Linked DNA regions of Zea mays: regions 1 and 3 are each linked to region 2. A link is a contact called in public Hi-C data. All regions are on one chromosome and are shown on one strand. The core of a region is the stretch at or near the end of the contact, and the rest is flanking DNA. Distances in the headings are between cores, read along the strand shown. Region 1 holds the start of LOC100284168. Region 2 holds the start of LOC100193444. Region 3 holds the start of LOC100216761 (putative folate-biopterin transporter 4).

What was found. Hi-C and Micro-C count contacts between places; a contact is called where the count stands out from the background.
Region 1: a contact with region 2 is called in a Hi-C map of ear, with 2.0 times the contacts expected there. The contact joins the promoter of LOC100284168 here to the promoter of LOC100193444 in region 2. A contact is called at or near these places in 6 of 25 Hi-C or Micro-C datasets (ear, endosperm, leaf and 2 more) and 1 of 3 datasets of contacts at active chromatin or transcription factors (leaf).
Region 3: a Hi-C map of leaf shows a contact between it and region 2, with 6 times the contacts expected there. The contact joins the promoter of LOC100216761 here to the promoter of LOC100193444 in region 2. A contact is called at or near these places in 3 of 25 Hi-C or Micro-C datasets (ear and leaf).

What each region holds. Positions count from the first base shown.
Region 1 is chr3:9,920,083-9,924,682 of Zm-B73-REFERENCE-NAM-5.0, reverse strand. LOC100284168 reads left to right here and starts at 1,444. Exons shown (of 4, transcript NM_001157064.2): 1 at 1,444-1,684; 2 at 2,158-2,236; 3 at 2,433-2,547. The coding sequence starts at 1,540. It overlaps LOC100282840 (D-tyrosyl-tRNA), which reads right to left and starts at 326. Exons shown (of 8, transcript NM_001397645.1): 1 at 187-326; 2 at 25-116. The coding sequence starts at 228.
Region 2 is chr3:10,060,643-10,065,421 of Zm-B73-REFERENCE-NAM-5.0, reverse strand. LOC100193444 reads right to left here and starts at 3,092. Exons shown (of 5, transcript NM_001138563.1): 1 at 2,789-3,092; 2 at 2,422-2,627; 3 at 2,171-2,285; 4 at 594-655; 5 at 68-502. The coding sequence starts at 3,048. The coding sequence ends at 483.
Region 3 is chr3:9,837,506-9,842,455 of Zm-B73-REFERENCE-NAM-5.0, reverse strand. It overlaps LOC100216761 (putative folate-biopterin transporter 4), which reads right to left and starts at 3,435. Exons shown (of 7, transcript NM_001359490.1): 1 at 3,105-3,435; 2 at 2,604-2,731; 3 at 2,086-2,307; 4 at 1,567-2,004; 5 at 1,283-1,480; 6 at 490-627; 7 at 1-411. The coding sequence starts at 3,206. The coding sequence ends at 150.

The DNA of each region.
Region 1 (4,600 bases), core at 195-2,694, 140 kb after region 2:
AATGAAAGGAGAAGAGTGTTATACATGTAGTCGGCGTCGGAGTCCGTGTCCGCCTCGTGGACGCCGACGAGAACGAGGAGTCCAGGGCCGATCGCAGACACTATTCGCCCCTCGACCTGCGACCCCACAGAGAAGCATTCAGGGAAGATTCCGAGCGAATTGCAGTGCACTGGAGAGCGCGCTCACCTCGACACTGGCCGAGAGGACGCGCTGCACCACAGCCCTCATCCTGTGTCTTGTCCTGCGTCCGCCAAGCACAGTGCTGAGGGACGACCGGACGAGTCGCTGCTCGCCGTCGAGAGATCCAGAAACGGCGGCGGTTCTGGTAGAGCCTGGGGGGAGCTAGTGCAATGCGCGGACCCGGATGCCTCGTTGATGGGCCTTTGTTGTCAAACACCCCGTTGATGGGCCGTGAAAAAGGCGCCAATAACTTACTGGGTCGGGCTTTGCATTTGTTCTGTTGCCTGAACTAAAAATTCTTGACAAAATATTACATGATAATATACTTGACAAAATATTCTGTGCCTAGAGGAAATAACACAACAAATATTACGATCTACATTATTGTGTCAAGGAATACATGCAAGTTATTTTAAACTAGTACCTCAAATTTAAATATGAGGCTTTACACAGAAAAACCTCTAACAGTGTCTCATTTCATAAAATTAAATCAGGGATTCAGGGGGAAAACAGTATGGTCTAAAACTTCTGAATCGGCTTGGAGTCGATGCTGACGAAGAGAAGGGAAATTTCATTTCACAGCGTAGAGAAATTTCTGATGCAGTGCCCAAGGTGTCTCAGATAAATCATTTGTAAATATTTCACAGGAGTGGCTCTTGATAAATGTGAAATTAGTCCATAGAAATCAGCGTATGAGTTAATAAAGGATGAAGGAAATTACTTTGTACTAGCATGTGATGCTCTAGAAATCACGATAGGATACAGTAATAAATCCTTAAAAAGCAGAAGCATCCAATCACTCATGTAATATCACTCTGGCATGACATCAGCCTACTACACCATGCCAAAGCGGAATAGTTACTAGCTGCTTTAGAATGAGGTGGCAAATTGACCTTTTTGGTGGCACGCCTGGCGTGTCGTTGCGTGCCTCTCTCGCAGTCCAGTCAGTCTCGCCGCCGCCGCGGCGGCTGCAAATGCTATCTGATCATCCACGTCTCGCGGCGTTATTCAGCTTATAAAGAAATCCACGGCTAATCAACTGGTTATTATTAACTCAGCGATCGATCATTTCGCCTTTTGGCATGTTCTCTTCTGAAACGATTAGCTGGGGGCGCTGGGCCCGGACCCGGGAGGGCAACGGCCAGCCGATCGTCCGCGTGGCGTGCATGGCATGCACATGGGCCACGACGACAGCTGGCGGGGCGGCCTCCTTCCTTCCTCCTGCCCCAGTTTGATCCCTCCTGTTCCCGTCCAAAGTGTGGCGTTGTCACTTGTTGTCAGGCTACCGGACCAAACTGCGTGCTCCGGCCTCCGGGAGAGGAGAGAGGGTAGAGCCAGAGGAGTTGGGCGCGCAGCAGGATGAGCGGGGAGGAGGCCGACGGCTCCAAGCCCCAAGGAGGCGGTGTACACTACGGCACCTTCCAGGGGCCGCCCAGCTACCCGCCCCCGCGCCCGCCGCCGAGCCTCTCCGCCCACCACCGCGGCGACTACCAGGCCGTTCCCGGTAACGCTGCTGCGATTTCCTTTCTCGAATACTTCCCCAATTCACTTTCTAGGCGTACCATTTATAAGACAAAAATCTGCGGGATCAAGTTTCTAGGCATCGTTCGTCGTCCCACACACACACACAGTCACACACCCAGAGAGCGAGAGGTTTCTAGGCGACTAGGCGTCGTTTGATCTCAACTGATTGCCCCTATTCGGCGACTCTACTATTGTGCAAACTGGGGCCACTAACCAAAGTAAATTACCTTTTACCTTGTTATTACAAGGATATTTATTAATCCATTTCAGTTCTGGAGCGACGGTTCTACTGTACTTCTCTAGTCTACTCCTACTTACTGTCAAACCCTTCTTGTCCTGTGCCTGTGCCCACTGTATGCAATGTACGTATACTGTAGAGTACCTGCTCTGCTTTTCGATGCATTCCGTGTATGCTTAAATTCCATGTTTCTGTTTTCCTTGCTCCGCTTTCAGCTCGAGATTACGAGGCAGGTGTGCGGGGACGTAGCCATGATCGACTTCCCTGTTGTGGCATTGGTTTTGGATGGTTCCTGTAAGGCATCTTGCTCCATTTTTTTCTTTCTCTGCTCATACATTAGATTCATTCATGTGTGCCAAGCAGCATTGTCGTCCCACGTTCGATACCTGGGCAGAATTCATGGTACAGCAATTGCAGTGCTGCTGCTATAGCTTCGTGTCCTTCTGATTTATTTGCTCTTTCTTCTAATGATAACCCCTTGCGCTTCAAGGTTCATAGTCGGTTTCTTCCTTGGTGCCATTCCCTGGTACGTTGGAGCCTTTCTGCTGTGCTGTTCCAGAGTTGATTACAGGGAGAAACCAGGTTATGTCGCATGTGTTGCAGCGGTGAGTAAACAACTTGTTTCCACATATCAGATAGCACTAGTAGATAAAACACATTTCCGTTCTTGCTCAACTTCTACTTTCTTTATCTGTGCATGACTAGCAGTAAATTTTGAATCGATCGAGAGAATGAACCTTAAATTGATGTTATTAGTGATTTTGCGCCAGGCTCCCTGAAGAAGAATAAGAAAATATTTAGCTGTACTTTGAGCTTGCTAGATCAAGTTGTTGGAAAAAAGTCTGTATTCATATAATTCAGTCATCTTGAGTATCTTGTTTTGGCGGCTGCTGTGTCATATCCAAATCCAATGAACTTCATCCCTGCTCTTGACCATTATAATGCTTGATAGAACTGCTAGTTTGTAATTCATGCATTGAGAGTTCTAATTGAAGGGATCATGGCATCTAGAAAGGAGGATAAATTAGACAATTTAAAATCTACTTCTTAAATCTAAGGTCTCTATTTTTTATCGAATCAAAACCCATGCAAGAAAGTAATTTATCTAGATATGCAACTATGATTTTATTAGGTGTGTTGCTATCTCTATCGCAAAAGAGTTATGCGACCTAGATTTCAAACTTACCATTTGCCTAGCAAGCTAAACTAAGAAAGCATACAATCTAGGTAAGCATTAAATAAAGTGTGCAAACTTAATTGAGATAGAGATACAAACTTTTTTAATAACTTCAAGATTTTTGTTGCGGTGTCAAAAAGTTTGTGCTTTCCTTAGTCCTTGTTGGGTCCTCTTGTAAGGATGTCCTAGCAAGGGCCAAGTTTTCCACGTAAGTGAGTCTTTGAGATGGCCTCTCTCATATCGCTTCTCATTGCCTTCACTACCAAGTTTCTAGCCAAACCATTGTGGGCCTCGTTTTCTCCAGTACACGGTGGTGTCCACATCACAAACATAGTTGGTATGGTCTCACATGACTATAAACCCATTAGAGTATAATAATGGTGTTACAAGCATTGAGTGTTAAATACTAGGCCTAAACCTAGAGCAAGTGCATAAGCAATGGCCTAACTAGTCTAAACACTTTGCAAAATATCTACACTAATCATCATGTGTATTACTAAGCAATATACAAGTGGAGAGTACTAAAGTGGAGCATTTATAGGCTCAAAGTCCAAAACTTGCCGTTGTCATTACCTGCAGCAATATGCATCTGCATTGGACATATCCGATAATAATATCTGATGCCACATTGAATAATTTGACTATTGAAATTTGACATTGCGATCCTTTTTGTGAGCATCAGACACCTGCCCTTGATAGGAGCACTAGACATATCCGATTGTTCAATGAAAGTCACTACTATGTCCTCTCATAGGATAGGAGCATTGACATGCTCGATGTTGTATTTTCAGTCCGACACACTTCATATCTTGGACATAACTTTTAGCTTTCTTATTTTAGTATAACTTTTAGCTTTAAACTCCGATTTTTAATGATCATGAACTTTTTAAAAAGCTAATGAAAAACTCTATAGCTTAGAGCTGAAGTCATGTCAATTTTAATAGATCGAAAATCATAAGACAATTTTAATTCATCTATCTCTTTATCTCAAGTTTGGTGGCTTCACTTTTAGTTGTGCCTTTGCATCTAGGATTCTACTTCTTGATGTCTTAGATTTTTAGCATATCTTGCCGGTCTTTAATATGGCTTCTAATGTCTTGATTATGGTGTTGATAATTTGGACCATTACTTTGTATAACTCCAAGTTTATTTTGTGTTCGTTTTAACTATACCTTGTTTACTAGCAAACAACATCAGTTAAATGGTCACGCTGTTTATGAAATAATAAGATCCAAACTTAATGGCACATAGGGTCCATATTATTTACAATATCCCCTTTTCAGTGTTTGATGCTAACACGACCAAAGTAAGCACATAATAGATAAAAAAACATACTATCTACTTGCTAGGATGCAAGAGTAAGACCATTTGATGTTAAAGAAAATCATTTAAAAGGAAGTTTGAATATTTATCTTGCCCTTGCCAATGTCCATGTATGTGGGATTATGGATTTTAGCCTCCCTTGACTCTAAAATCCACTT
Region 2 (4,779 bases), core at 1,843-4,342:
CAAACCAGAATGTACTTGCTAGGGGAAAAGCTGACCAGCATCCCGTAGGAACAGGATGCAGAGCCATGAACTCTCAAACAAAACCATATAATAAAGCTCAACAAAACACGATTAAAGATTGTATAAATGGCAGCCACGCCATCAGCCTCACACCTATAGGAAGCACGACCACCACCACCACCACAAAACCACCGAGATGGCAAAGCAACCGTGTGGAGGACGAGTTCGGTTCGGTGCTGTCTGGTCTTATTCATCAAAAGACATTGTAGGCAATGTGTATCTCAAGCTTCTTCGCATCTATATAAAGTAGAGACTACAGACAAGTAATGGAACTTCCAAGTTTCCTCAACTCAATACCATAAGGCGACAACTGTACACACGTTCCTATCTCACGTGAAGATCCTCATCAAGACCAGCAGAGTTCCCCCTTTCCTTCAAGACGCCAGTGCGTGCGTGCGTGCCAACGCCCAACGGAGTGTGCCTCATCGGGCGGCTCTTGGTGCTGTGAAAATGAACAAGAGCGATGGCTGTGAAAAAAAGCAGACGTTTTTAAACACATGGAGGTAGGCTTTAGGGGAAAAACATGTACGTACCCAAGTTCACGGCCTCTGAACCTTTCATCAGACGAAGGCGCTGGCAGGTTTCCACGAACATCCTGCAAAACCACCAGTTAGAAACTTGCCGGACCAAGTCTAATGGGAGCATGCTACTACATCCTTGGCAGCTGGGTATCAAGAGCTCCTCTATAGCCCCCCCCCCCCCCCCCTCTTTGCAGTACGATCAAGGAAGAAAACACAAATGAAAACTAACCCGACAAACCCATCTCAGTGCTTGAGATAGAATATTCTCTAGGAGGGTCTAGGAGCAATTTGCTTTTGCTCCATAGGCAGCCGATATGTCAGGCGAACAGTTCAATCTAGCTATCTAGTGCTGGAGAACAAAACTGGAAAGACAACCTTATCCAATGTATCCAAACTTAATAAAGTCGGTTCTTTTCACATTTGTCGGATTAGAGAATATAGCATATTCTGTACATCAAAGTTGCTTATAATATGGTAAATGCTAGAAACAGCAACACGTTCGGTTCGGTGCAAGAAGTATCAGTCTATCAGATAGGAAATTGTTGTGGTTGGTCCACGTGGAAGGCGTTTTTGGATGGAATCTACGGTTAAAAAAACAAAAGGCAAAGAGGTGTGGATAAGAAAATTCATCCCCCCCCCCACCCCTGTAACCTGTCTCAGTTAGATTTGATCAGTGTCATTGCAATATCCTAGCATGGCTGCAGTGGGCTAACAAGTGGAGAAGGAACTAGCAAAGGTTGTCTGCTGTCATAGTCAAGGGTGAGAAAGGGCTCCCTAATAGTTCTCCTATCCCGACAGTTCCAACATCACTTTCCGATCAGCTGATGCTTCATCTGAGGAGCAATTCGGCCTCAAATGCACTTACACTATAGGCATGAATTACTGCCAACAACCAACAGCGCCTCTCGAGAATTTCACCTAAAAGACGCATCGTTGTCAAAAGAGAGAGAGAGTGAGAGGCAAACCTCTGGTCTTATCTGGATTAGATCTATTCACATCATATCGATGGTGAAGATGAAGTAATTTCCAAGACAATCCATTCAAACCCCTAATTCATCGCTATCCCTATTTATCCAAACAACTCTTTCTAGGATCTGCTTCCTTCGATCCCAAAATACAGCCATGTTGTTGCAAATCTACTCGGCACAATCTAATTCTACCGCTCCCCCACTACTCAACACACACACACAAAAAGTATTTCGTCAAAGGGACTTGGTTGATCTTCTCAAATCAAAGCTACAACGTCCAATTTGATGAGAAGTGCAAGATCCCAAGCATTAGTCTCATACCTACGAACAAACCATTCGACTACTAAAAGCTAAATACAAGCAAAGACTTAGTCAAAGGACTGTAAAGAAACTGTTAAATCGAAGCTACCACATCCAATTGGAGTAGTGCAAGATCCTAAGAGATAGTCATACGAAAGGACAGTAGACGAAGTGTTAAATGGAAGCTATCACATCCAATCTGATCGACCCTAAGCAATAATCATACGCTGAGAAACTATTCGAGTTATATCAAGTAAAGAATATATAAGACCACGTACTCGTAGTAAAAGTAAAACAGAACGAAGAAGCAGAGGAGCTCACTTCCAGGGGACGTCGCCGACGAGCATCCAGTCGCCATCCTTGTCCTCGTACGTGGGTACGTACTCCGTCCCGTTCACCGCGTCCACCAGCTTCCTCTCGTCGTCGGCGAACTTCCCTGCGCGCGCATCCAAACCAAAAAAAAAAACCCTCCGTCAGCCGGAACGCTCGACCAAACAGAGCAAAGCGCTGCGGAAATTAGACCCAGGAGGAAGCACGAAGCGAGGGGGTGGTGGTGGGACGGTAGCACTGACTGATGGTGAAGTGGGAGAAGAACTTGTCCTGGAGCGCGCGGAGCAGCTGGTCGTAGCCGGCGTACGCCTGCAGGTCCACCTTCCGCAGGTAGGGCGCGCCGTCGACGGCCACCTTGACGAACTTGGCGGCCTTGCTGGAGCCCGCGGCGTCGGCGAGCGCGTTCTTGCGGTACGACCTCACCGGCGGCCAGCCCACCACACGAGCCCTGCCCCACCAAAACAAATGAGGAGGAGGCACATCAAACTCCACTCCACCTCATATTCACCCGCCAAAGCAAGCGCCAGCGCCCGCCTCGCGTTTCCTGGGAGTAACAATAAATAAAAAACGGAAAAGGCATGTGTTGGTCGGAGAAAACGGGCGGCGTACTTGGGTGCCGGTGCAGCGTCGGAGGACGCGGCGAGCGGGGAGGAGCGGCCGGGGTCAGCGTCGGAGGAGGCGCGCTTGCGGTCGGGGTCGGGGAAGGCGGAGGACGACGAGGAGGAGAGGGACAGGGAAGCCGCGGCGGCGGCGGCGGCGGAAGGCGCGGAGCCCGGGAGGCGGAGGGTGAGCGTGAGCGCGGTGTCCTCGAAGTCGAGCCCGGAAGCCCCGGAGGACTCGGTGGAGCTCCGCTCCGTCTCCACCGACATGGCCGGTGGCTGGGTGAGGGGAGCCGGGAGGAGGAGGAAGGAAGGAGAAAGCGGGGGAAGGAAAAGGAAAAGGCAGAGAGGTCGGGGGGAGGGGGAGGGGGAGGTTGGTTTGGTTATAGTGGGCCGCGGGTCACTCACCCGTCAGGTCGCGATAGTTTTTGCTTATGAGCCCCTGGATATAACGCTAATAATCTGTCTAAAAAAAGGTTCCACATGTCCTCCTCGTGTGCTAAGGCTATCTGCAACCGTTACCTCTAAATTTTTCTCCTATATCATTTTTTTCCTCTATTTCTCCCCTATTTTTTCATCTTCCGCAGCGGTTCCCCCTAAATACTCCCCCTTATATCCCACTACAACCATAAAATATCATTTTCTATACCTACTTTTTATCCACTATCAATTTTTTATCCACTAATAATTTATCGTGGGCCCACAACTTGTGTAGGGCTGGAAAATTAGCTCGAGGCTCGCGAGCCGGCTCGAGCTCGGAGCGACTCGGCTCGGCTCGCGAGCCTCGAACGAGCCGAGCCGAGCCCCTTCTTCGAGCTCGTTTTTGCAGCGAGCCGAGCCGAGTCGGCTCGTTCCAGCTCGCGAGTCTTACAAAAATGATCATTTTATGGAATAATAATGAATACAAAAATGATCATTTTATGGAATAATAATGAATATTAGATAGTTTTATGGATAATAGCTCATTTTTTAGTCTTTGATGATGAATATATTACAAGTTATAATTTAATTTACTCATAATTTAAAATGATGATTCTATATTTCAAATTTATATAATGTTAATTCACCAAATAATGCAACGATAAATATCAGAATATGGCTCGCGAGCCGAGCCGGCTCGCGAGCCAAGGTCGAGCCGAGCCGAGCCTCTTTCACTAGCTCGTCGAATGGACGAGCCGAGCCGAGCTCGTTCAGGCACCGAGCCGAGCCGAGCCGAGCTCGGCTCGGCTCGTTTCCAGCCCCATAACACGGTGCGAAACAGTGTAAGTGCGCATGAACAGTGAACCGCCAGGAGTGGAGGGAGAGAGAAGCGCTCCCCTCGATAAGGGGCTCCGTAGAGGCAACCGTTGCACGGGTGGGGGGACTTCTGTACACGGCATGCAAGGTGAGAGGAAAGTATAGCAGCGACCCGTGCAGACAGTCTAACCATACTAGTGTAGTAGTGTGACCGAAGATCTGTTACGTGAATACGAGATAAAGCGAGGTGCGAAACGTAATAGAGACGTCGAGGAAGGCGAGGCTCGAGACTTTGCAATCCAAAACTAATCTATATATAATTAAATACAAACAAGGAAACTCGCGGTGCCGCACTCGCGCGGGCGGCCCCACCAGCGGGCCCCGGCTGCCGGTTGGGCGCCCTGCAGCGGCCCCCCCGGAGGCGGCAAGCGGGTCCACGGCGGACCAGCCGTTCGATCCCCCGGCCGACGGCGGCCCGCCCGTCGCCGTTGAATTGCTAGCGGGTGCTTGCGCTCGTAAAGAAAACAAACGAAACAGAATCCCCGTCTTTGATCTCTCTAATAAAAGGAAGGGAATTGTCACGGTGGAGAGGAGGGCACGCAGACCAGACGCAGAGAGTTTGGAGTTTTGAAACTCGTGGAACGCGTTCCAGCGCTACTGTACAGGACGAGGGTGGGTCAGTGGGTGGTACGTAGTACCGTGGTAATGGTAGGGGGTGAGGTGACTGCGATGCGGTGGCACTGGCACTGGCAGGCCGGACGGGCG
Region 3 (4,950 bases), core at 2,186-4,685, 220 kb after region 2:
ATTTCCTTCCTATGATGTGTATATTCCTCTCTCTCTGGTACACAGCTGTAAGTATGCGTGCTTTACGTGAGTCAGAAATTTGAGGTTCGAGCACAGACCATTACCTTCCGGCAGGAATAGAACAAGTATGATCAGGCCCGTACCTCAACCTATGATGTTAGCCCTGTGACTTCCTTTGGAATCAGAGATAGGAACCCAATCGGCAAGAGAGTACAAATCATCTGTACACCCAAACCCAGAGCAAGATTGTCAAACTGTGCTGTGGAGAGGTTCAAAGCTGATGCCATAGCAGCCCCCAGGAATGAGCCTAGTGTTGAACCAAGGTTGTTGATTGACATGAAGAGAGCAAACAGTGTGCCCTCGATTCCAGGTGGGCAAAGCTGTCCTGACAGGATCAGGAACGGCATCATCCTGCCACACAGAAGCACTCTTGTCAGTTGAGATAAAATGCCATAGAGCTACTCAGTTCACAACCAAAAGAAAGCATACTTGAACTGGTTGATTGCATCAGCCAACGCGGAACCCCACAGCACCATGTACTTATCGGCAATTCCATACTGAACATGTAACCGTGACACCAAAACAATGTCCAGTAGGGTAATTACGGCAAGACCAACATGAGCAAACCTGGAAAAATCAACAGCACATGTTTGAAGTAGCAAACATAACAGCTTTGATTAGATATTTATAAATTTTTACTGTGGCAATGACTTCTAAAAATTTAAAGTTGGTGTCTTGGAACAAGAGTAACTAATAAGTAATAACAAAAACTACAGACATTATTTGTTTACCAAAATAGCAAAGTTGGGCTAAGGGGCTTAATAGTACAACTAAATGCGACCAGCTGTGGCTTATAGAAGCATCAAGCATAGCCTAATGCATATAATGGAAGAGAGGATGTAATCCAGCACACATTCAGTTCAATGCACAAGAGCAATTTGTTTTAGGGGAAATACAGTAGGGGAGGCCCCTACTGTGCAATTTATTTTATTATAGAAGGAAAGAAGAAAAAGGGAGTTACAGGAAAAGAAGACAAAACATGTACAGGTGGGACAAAACCTGTATTATGCAAATATGTAGGAACCAGGCTGGTGCAGGACAAAGGTGTTGAAACTTAGCTCAAAAAAGAATAGGGTGACAAGTTATTCTCAAGTACATTAACCATATATTTGTCAAGACAAATAATACCCTTACAGTAAAGCTACTTTGTCCTGTTAATCTATATGGGACACGATGACAAAAGGATAACTATCAGACATAGAAACTTCAATGAATAACTTACACAAGAATATTCCTGAGCTTCTTCTGTTTAAAATAGCGGTTGTAGGTGTAGGTGCCAAGCATCAGACTGAACCACCCAATCACACGTGCAGTCCCTAGAAAGGATGCCTCCAAATTTAGGTCCTCTGTTTGATAATAGAACATAACTGTGGAGATATTTGGAATTGTAACATTTGAAAAGAAAAACCATGCCATAGGCCTGGAAAAATAACAAAGTACCAATCAGTACCTTCTATCAAATTAGGGGTATACAATGGGGGAAATAGGAAAAGAATATTTGCTTACCGCAGAATATTTGGCTGCTTAAAAGCTGTGCAGAGACTGAAGAAGGCTGACCTCAGAGACAAACATGGCAACGAATTAATTGACCCGTTGTGTTTTTCATTAGACTCAGTTCGCTTTGCCTGTGGACTTCTGTTGTTACTTTTAGAAGTTCCCTTTCGCCTTCTAGTGCCCTCACTAGAGCCTTTTCCAGAAAAAACAGTAACAGAACTCTGGTTGTCTACATACTTATGTTCATCACTGGCGTTGTGGAACCCTTTTGGAGAATCCTCAACAAACATGCAGGAAACTAATTGGAAGAATGGGAGGACTGAGAAAACAATATATATTGCATGTATTGGGAGATTGGATAATGCATATCCTCCCAGTAAACTCCCAAAAATCCCACCTACAGCCATCGATGACCAAGATAATGACTGTAGATCGCCAGCAAACTCCGGCCTGGAAATAAAATTAGTAGGTTTTCACAATACTCCATAGCAGCATGCCAAATAGGGACACAGGAAACATCAAGAAGCCTACCCGGCTGATCGAACTGCTTCCGCAACCATTGCATCTATAACAACATCCGCCATCGCAGATCCCAGATTCTGTACTATGAGCAAGGCAGTGAGCATATTGGCTGAGCTCCTTAAAGCTTGTGATAGTCCTAGGATAAGCCACGGAAGTAGAGAAAGGCAACTAGAAATGATCAAATAGGGTATACGCTTCCTCTGTTTAATTGGAACGCAATCTGACAAGATCCTGCAGAAAACAATTGGCGTATGAGCAGCCAAAAAGTAGGACTTAGATTTCAATAAGAAACGTGAAACAGAATGGATGAAATTATGCATGCGTGGAGACATATGGACATATAGGTTTCTTAAGTAACAAGAAAATATTTTCAAGAAGCATGCAACTCTGGAAGCAGGAAGTTAAATGGAGCATACAGGTTAACCATCTGTCGCTAAAATCATTGCTGCATCGCCAGCAGGTTTCGTTACTAGTTACTAGCAGTAGAAGAAAAGCAATAGAAGATACACAAGGCAACAAAACCATACCCATATATAGGTTTGATGCTCCAAGGGAAATATGCAAGGGAGACCAGAAACTGCGATGTAGAGGGCGATAGCTTCATCACGTCCTTCATTTGGTAGGAGACAGCTGTCCAGACGAAAGACCTGAAACCCTAGAATGTTCGAAGGAACGTGATTGATTTAGCACGCGTGTGAACAGGTTGGGGCTCATTTAGATTTGCAGAAAGGCTAGGCTCTTGGTCTGTTGATTGACTGATGAAACGAGGAGCTCTTGCAGGTAACTAGGTATGCTAAGGAATGTATTTTCCGTGGCCTGTATCAGAACTATATTAGAAGCTAGTAAGGCATTTCTGCGTATGACTATCTGATATGTCATTTCTCCCAAACGGCGTGGTGTGGGATGCGATAAGTTTCAGATCTAAACAATCAACATGCGGACAATTACTAATCGTAATTATACAGGCTATTAAGGGAATAGAAGCCTAGGATCGTAGACTAGGGAAAATGTGAGAGAGAGAGAGAGACCTGGATGAAGTAGATGAGGCAGACGAGGCAGAGGAAGGAGGGCCCGAACGCCGCTGCCATCCGCCCCGGCCACCACAACTGATGATGCTGGGCCGCCGCCATGGCTCCTTGCTTCGCGCTGCGATGTAGGGCTAGGACACGGTATGGATCCACATCCACCGGGGAGGGAGGTAAAGGGAAGCGAAATGAGATGGCGGAGGGGACGAGAGAGGTCAGACGAGGCGAGGGGCCGGGTCTCCTTCCTTCCAGTTCCAGGAACCACCGACGGCCGACACGACACGAGCACGACGCGGGGAGGGGCGACCGGGCGAGGACCGGAACGGCGGACGGCAGTCACGTGCGGGGGTTGGCCGGGCCTGGTTCCTAATGTTGGGCCTTTTGTTGTCAAGCCCAGCGTTTTTTTTTTGTTTGTTTGGAAATGAAAATGCCAGTTGTGTTACGACCCAACTAATAAACCAACTTTGATAAAAAAAACTAATAAACCAACTTGAAGCATCACAGGTTGGAGCTCGTTCATGCCACTCGGGCGCTAATCAAACAGGACCTTCACGTTGTGGTCCAAACCACTACGCGGGGAATTTTTCGTACAGGATTCAAATTCTTTATTTTTTGTCCCAACCACAAAAGTATAGATGATGATAGAGCCATAGAAGGCACAGGGCCAAAGCATTTCCGATGAAAGGGGGGGACTCGGCTCAGTCACAGCACAACACTAATTCGGATCATTCATTTCCCTGGTACAAGAATCATGGCATGCCAGACACAATTATCCACCAAATCTTTTGTACTGACACAAGAGTAAAGTACCACAGCGCAGCAGAACAGGCGATGAGAGGAGCAGCATTTGCTTTATGCACAAGTAGCAGGCAGCTGGGGTAGTAGGAGTAAGGTGTACGGAATTTACAACAAATCACGAGCAGCAGCAATTCAGGCTGCATAGAACGAAATGGTCATCACTCTGCTAGTCCCACCACCAATCTCTCCCGACAAGAGCAACCCACGAACGCACCGCAAATGATTATTGTTTTCTTCCCCTCCCCCGATCCCCCCATCGGAATCCGGCAGGTGGGGGAGCGAGCTGGAAGCTGGAGCTGGTGATCAATCATGTCATGGGGCCAGGCGGCTAGGCCAATCAAGCAGTCAATCCCACCCACCCACGTGGTCACGCCTCACCTCTCCGCCTCCGCCTCCGCCTCCGCGTCCGCCGGCGACGACAGCTGCGCGGCCGCCAACGCGTCGGCGAGCGCGCGCATGGCGCTGACCTGCATCTGCAGCGCGGCCACGTAGTCGGCGGCCTCCTCCAGCAGCGCGGGCGTGGGTAGCTTCCGGCAGCCCGGGACGAGGCGGCCCAGCACGCGGAGCCGCTCCTGCACCTTACCCTCCTTACCCTTTAGCGCCGCCGCCGCCGCCGCCTTGTCTCTGGCCTGCACCGGCGGAGGCGGGCGGCGCCGCCGCCGGACCTTGCCGCCCGCCTTGACGAGGACGCGGCGGCGGCTGCAGACCGCGCCGGCGAGCAGGATGGCGCGGCTCCACCGCGTCTGGCCGCGCGCGGTCAGCGCCAGCGCCGAGTCGGCCGCCGCCTTCACGGCGCGCGGCTGGCCACCGCCCGTGGCGCGGAGCGCGTCCAGCAGGCGCCGCCCGTACACCCCGCGCACCGCGCCGCTGCGCCACTTGCTGGCCCGACTCGGCGGCGTCGCGGAGCCACCCTTGGACGTCCGGGACGACGACGGCGACGGAGAGGGCGAGGAGATCATCGCCGCGCGACTTGCCAGCCTGGCCGCCCCCCCGCCGCCCGATCAAGACGGGGCAAGGGATTTGGGGAGGGAGGGAAAGGGGCGGGCAGGGG